2 separate regions of the Hordeum vulgare genome follow, and region 2 is linked to region 1. A link is a contact called in public Hi-C data. All regions are on one chromosome and are shown on one strand. The core of a region is the stretch at or near the end of the contact, and the rest is flanking DNA. Distances in the headings are between cores, read along the strand shown. Region 1 holds the start of LOC123443632 (light-mediated development protein DET1). Region 2 overlaps LOC123443632 (light-mediated development protein DET1).

Region 1 (2,700 bases), core at 161-2,660:
ATTGAAGATGACGATTTCGGGCTTTTTCTCCCCGCTTACTCCCTTAGAGCAACTCTAGCAGACCCCGCATCCCGCCGGTCCGCAAAACGCGTTTGCAGTTCGCGCAAAACCGTTTTTGCGGACCGGCGCAGGCTGGCACAGATGCAAACCCCGCATAATGGACCCGTAAAAAGGTATATTCGCGAAATATACTTTTTTACGGGCCGGCTTTTGCGGGTTCTGATCTGGCACAATGCTTTTCTTTGATTTTGCAACAACATTATAGATACAAAAGATATCACCAAATCTTGGCTAGAATAGCAAAACCAAAGAAAACAAGAACCACAAGTATGCATTTCAGAAGATTTCCAACTTCCATAACTACTCCCACTAGTTGAAGCAATATCTTCTCCATGCACTCATTGTTGATCTACGAAATCTTGATCTTGCTTTCTTCATTCTTCATCTTTGGTTACAAAGAAGTAGACGTTGCTTCCCCTTTAGTTGCACATGCAGCCACATCATTGCTTTCGATTGTACTAAGGAGTGTACTAACATCTATTAAGTTTCTTTCTATCAACAAATCAATGTACTCGCCTTCCCAAAACCAAAATGAGCATTCATCATCCTACACAAAAGAATGAGCAAGCTTGAAGTGAGCTACCGCAATTGAACTAAAGAAATGAGCTATGGAACGAGCTACCGCAAGTGCATGTACCCCGTCGTTTTCGTATTTGTAGAACACCCATCCGGGATGCGTCGGCGTGCCCGAAGTGAGCCGCAGCACTTGGCGCCGGCAGTCGTCGCACTCTATGAGCGGCATCGGCAGGCCACAAAGACTCTGCGCGAGCGCCGAGCCCGGTGGACGGCCGGACGAGTCCATGCCCGCAAACCTTCGACGACGGCGGGCGGACGAACCCGTGCCTGCATGAGGCGATGTGCCCTTGCATGGGCTACAGGAGAGGCTCCCCGACCACTCCATCGCCTTGGGCAGCAACCGGCGACCGGAAAAAGACAAATCCGGCGGCCCGCGATGAAGTGCCGCAGATCTGCAAATCTGGCGGCCCGCCGACGCAGGGGAAGGGAGGTGAGACCTCGTGCGCGTGGCGGCCTTCCGGCGTGCTCCTGCCGGCTGCTGTCGTCGAAATCTTGGGCGGCGATCGGCGACGGTGCGAGGGGGGAGAGAAGAGGTGGTTGGTGAGAGAAAGCGCGAGATGAACTGCGAGGGGAAAACCCGCGTTTTACCGAGCGGAGTCGGGATTTTGCCGCACCCACTAATTTGTTTTATGGGCCGGGGCGGTATGCGGGGTGTGATCGGGCTGTTTTTTTGCTCCGAACCGTATTTTGACGGTTATTTTACGGGCAGGGCCGGGACGGTGGTGTGCTAGGTTTGCTCTTATCCTCCTAGAAGCAAAAATCCCATTCATAACCTTTCACGTCCACACCAGCGGAAAATAGTAGTAATAATCCCCGCGTCGCGTGCGCGTGCGATGCTTTCGCGCCGGCGTCGGCCACGGGTGGTGCAGTGATGGTGGGCTTCTTCCGCAGCGGCAACCTTGCCTCGAGGGTGTTCGACCGGCAGTTCCTCTCTCCGCGCCCCGGCGCAACCGTACGCTTCTTCCTCCTTCCTCCCGCCCCGCTAACCCTCAGAATCGGTGATAGGGGTAGTGCTCTTGCGACTGTGGGCACGCGGAGGGCGGCCGAAAGCGGCTGCTTTCCTTGCGTTAGGGCGGGCAGAGGGTGGTGTAGCTGTGGTTGCCGTTGCTACACGTGATTAGCCTTTGGCCTCTGGGGGGGTTTGGGGTGGGGTGAGTGTAAGGGTAGGGATGGTGGATCTATCACTCCCATACACGAATTCGAGTAGCAGTGGCGATTACAAGCTGATACACGAACGGGGAAATGGAGGAAGAAGAACACTAGCCGCCGCCCGTCCGTTGCCTGATCCTTCGCGGATGCCCTAGCCGATGGAGTTGACCTCCTTAAGTAGCCTCCGCTGGTGGGCCGGTCTGGTGCACCCAGTCCGGGCCGGTGTAGCGAGGGTTGCTCTTGCGCGGGCGGCCCAGTTGCGCGCCGCCGTCCCACTGCCAGGTGGGGTCGCGTGGTCAGGGCCCTTGACATCCCCTCCTTCCAGCATTGGGAAACCTGGCTTGCAGCGCTGTTTTGTCTGCCGAGGTGATGCCGAGACCTTCAGTGGACCACTTCATTTGCACCTGTTCCCGCATCGCGCCATTCTTCTGGCGCCATCTTGATTGGAGTACTGCCATTGGTACGGCCAAGTCCTCCCTGGATGATGGCAGCGTGTCGGATATCTGCGTGCCGGGAGTAGAGCTTGACGAAGTTGAGAGACGTGGAAGACGGGGTGCACCGTCGCTTGTGGAGGAAGCTCGAGCTTGTAGGCGACATCGTTGACCTTGGCGATGATGGTGAAGGGGCCGTAGAACTTGTAAGAAAGCTTGTGGTTGGCTCTTGGGGCGATGGATGTCTGAATGTATGGCTGCAGCTTGAGGAAGACACGGTCGCCCACTTGGAATTGTCGGAATGAACGCTTCTTCTCCGCTTGGTTCTTCATGAGTTGCCTTGCGCGATGTAGTTGTTGCTGGATCACGTTTTGCATGGTCGCGCGTTCCTCCAACCATGATTGCAGCACCGACACCGTACAGGAGGTAGTCGCTGTGATTCCCCAGTGTCTTGGCTCGTGTCCGAACATGGCCTTGAAAGGTG
Region 2 (2,700 bases), core at 108-2,607, 41 kb after region 1:
TAAAAAAAACCTAGGCTCTAATATCATGTCAGGAAATATGCAACTTGTATTACTAGGAGGCCAAAGCCACCATATATATGATGTACATGAGAATGCCAAAAGGCAAGAATACAAAAGGCCAAAGGCCATCATCAATATAACTCTAACAATACTTTTGTAGGACCTCTAACAACTGCAAAACGGGCTTTGAGCACTCCGAATGTCCTCCACACATCCTTTCTAGCTCCTTGTCTTTGGGAAAAGTGAGATCTTTTCACCTCTTGGATCAGTGATGATCTTGATGAAGGTCGACCATGAAGGATATATATCATCACAAAGATAATAGCCCATGTTGGAGTCATGATAATTGATGGTGTAGTTGCACGGGAAATGGAAATGTTCGACACCATGGTAGAGGTGATCGAATACAGTTCAGCTCATCCGGAATCGGCATCATATCCCCCCCCCCCCCCCCCCCCCCCCCCACAGTGTCTGCCATGGACAGCAATGTGCAGGGCTCATCTTACGAGGACGTATCTATGGACTCGGTGTACTACTCCTTGGCCGAATGCATAGTGTTTGCTTCAAAGTAAACAATAGAAACGTCAATAAATTTGGCTATGGCATTTGGCAGAACACTTGCTGGGCACCGTGTCCGCCATGGACAATGATGTGCAGGGCAGGGAGGCGTAGTCAAGTTGGGGCTGGTGCTCGGGTGGAGCGACGGAGGTCCGGTAAGGCATGAACAGCGGAGGGGGTGGTTCGGCGGCGATGTGTGTCTTGGACTACGCGGATACAAAGAAAAGGGGAGTGACATAGTGAGAAAAGCAGGGCTTCAGGTGTTCTTTTCTGTGTGGGCCATGGATGTCGGATGCCTGCATGGCGGCTGTCCAGACGTTCGCAAACCTTCCCAGCTTTGCTTCCAGTTTGTGAGAATTTGAGAATTCGGACGTACGGACCAGTCTGTGGACATTTGATGCACGTCGTTGGATGGCACAAAGTGTCTGGTCTATGCTGGGCGTTTACAACCGTTTTGATGCATGATGTTCGAGATGCCCTTATTAATTCTCATCTCAACCCCATAAGTGTGTTGCCCATGTGTGGATCACAACGCTTGTCCCTCACTGTTAGGGAGGCTAGCGGTAGCACCCCCACCTCCCATCTGCTGCTGCCAGTTTCTGAATTAGTGGAGGGAAGTTTGATGGGGAAAAGTACATGGCAGAGAAAAAGAATCTGACTGGTGGGTCCCTGATCGGTGATGGGTGCTAAATGTTGGAACAATTTTGGTGGACCCTCCTTGCTTCTTTTCTTAGACCCGCCTCATGCTGCTTAGACTCCAAGGCCCATAAGGCCATGTACAATGCACAATACTAGGTACATGACCACGTCGGGCTCAGTGGCAGAGCTTTAGGCCGAATGCTGGGTGGGCCAGGTTCGTCCAGGATAAGAAATTGCACGCATCACTTGTTTTCCTGGCCAGTTTCATCCTTCCATATTTCCGGCTGGGCTGGGCGGGCAAAGGCCCAATTGGCTCCAACGTAGCTCTGCTCCTGCTCGGGCTGCTGCATATCCCGCAAAAATGCTAAAGCAGCTGTCATCAGCTTGGAGCCTGTGACCTCTGGTCCTTGCTGTCCTGCTGCCTGCTCTATTTTCTAGCAACATCCGAGTCGCCAGCGACAACAGATTCACTTTATTTCCCCTTTTTTTCTAGAGAAAGCAGGATCGATCGGCCGTGCTCCGTGTATATGTTGTGGCATGAGCACGATGAAAAGGCCGATCAGCCAGACTTAGAGCATCTCTAGTAGAACCCTCAAACCCTTAAATTCAAAATCAGTTATAAGGGTTGAGAATTGGCCATTTTTGACACTTTTAAGGGTTGAAAAACAGAGGCAAAGACTAGAACCCTCAAACCCATCCTTTATAACGGAATATTCTGTTATAAGGGTTGGTTTTGAGGGTTCTAGTCTTTGCCTCAACCCCAACCCTTAAAACTGTCATTTGGCATATCACAATTTTCACTAGAATCACACAATAAAACTTCAAACAAACATGGAAATAAAGATCATTGCTGCATGGTTTAATATTTTTTACATCACACAATCATCATCTTCCCCCTCTCATCGGTACCATCACCAAAAAGTTGCACTTGGCGCCATTTCCTAGACCACTTCCACGTCCATCAAGCACCTCCATTGTCGTCGGTGGTGGAGTCTTCCACACCGCCATCGCCACAACTCATCGGAGTGTCACCTCGAAGAGTAGAGGACGCACCACGGAATATCCTCTTCCTCTCCGCGATGTCCTCCTTGTAGTCCTTCCACCATTGCAATTGTTCTTGATCCATGTCCTTCTTGGACATCATCATGTGCTCCTTCTCTTCCACCATGAGTTCTTTCCATACCTTTGCCTCTTTCACCTTGATCATCCTCTCCTCCAAGTCGGCCTTGCGCTTTGCTTCTTCACGCTTTGCTTCAACTTGTGCAAGCTTGACCTCTTTCTTCTTCTCGGTGATAAGAAGCTTCGTCTCCAATGTCTTCGTTGTCAATTCCTCTCTTGCCTTCATCATCTGCTCCATCTTCTCCCTTAGGCTTGACGCCTCTCCTTCCATCTTCACCCTTACCTTGCCCTTCTTGGTTCCCTCGGGCTTGCCCAAGTTCCTCTCCTCCTCCTCATCTTCACTATCATCCATCCTAAGCATTGCCGACTTCTTGGGTGCGGTCT

The links. Hi-C and Micro-C count contacts between places; a contact is called where the count stands out from the background.
Region 2: a contact with region 1 is called in a Hi-C map of leaf, with 3 times the contacts expected there. The contact joins the enhancer-like site here to the promoter of LOC123443632 in region 1. A contact is called at or near these places in 2 of 6 Hi-C or Micro-C datasets (leaf and seedling).

Annotation. Positions count from the first base shown.
Region 1 is chr3H:257,062,645-257,065,344 of MorexV3_pseudomolecules_assembly, forward strand. LOC123443632 (light-mediated development protein DET1) reads left to right here and starts at 1,411. Exons shown (of 10, transcript XM_045120109.1): 1 at 1,411-1,588. The coding sequence starts at 1,508.
Region 2 is chr3H:257,104,169-257,106,868 of MorexV3_pseudomolecules_assembly, forward strand. The region is part of intron 9 of LOC123443632 (light-mediated development protein DET1); the gene reads left to right. Among protein-coding and RNA genes, the nearest start is that of LOC123443635, 22 kb to the left of the region's middle. Within about 2 kb of position 1,358, at least 3 of the 3 cell types and tissues checked have open chromatin away from gene starts, as enhancers often do. A contact at or near this core is called in leaf and seedling, where this site is marked.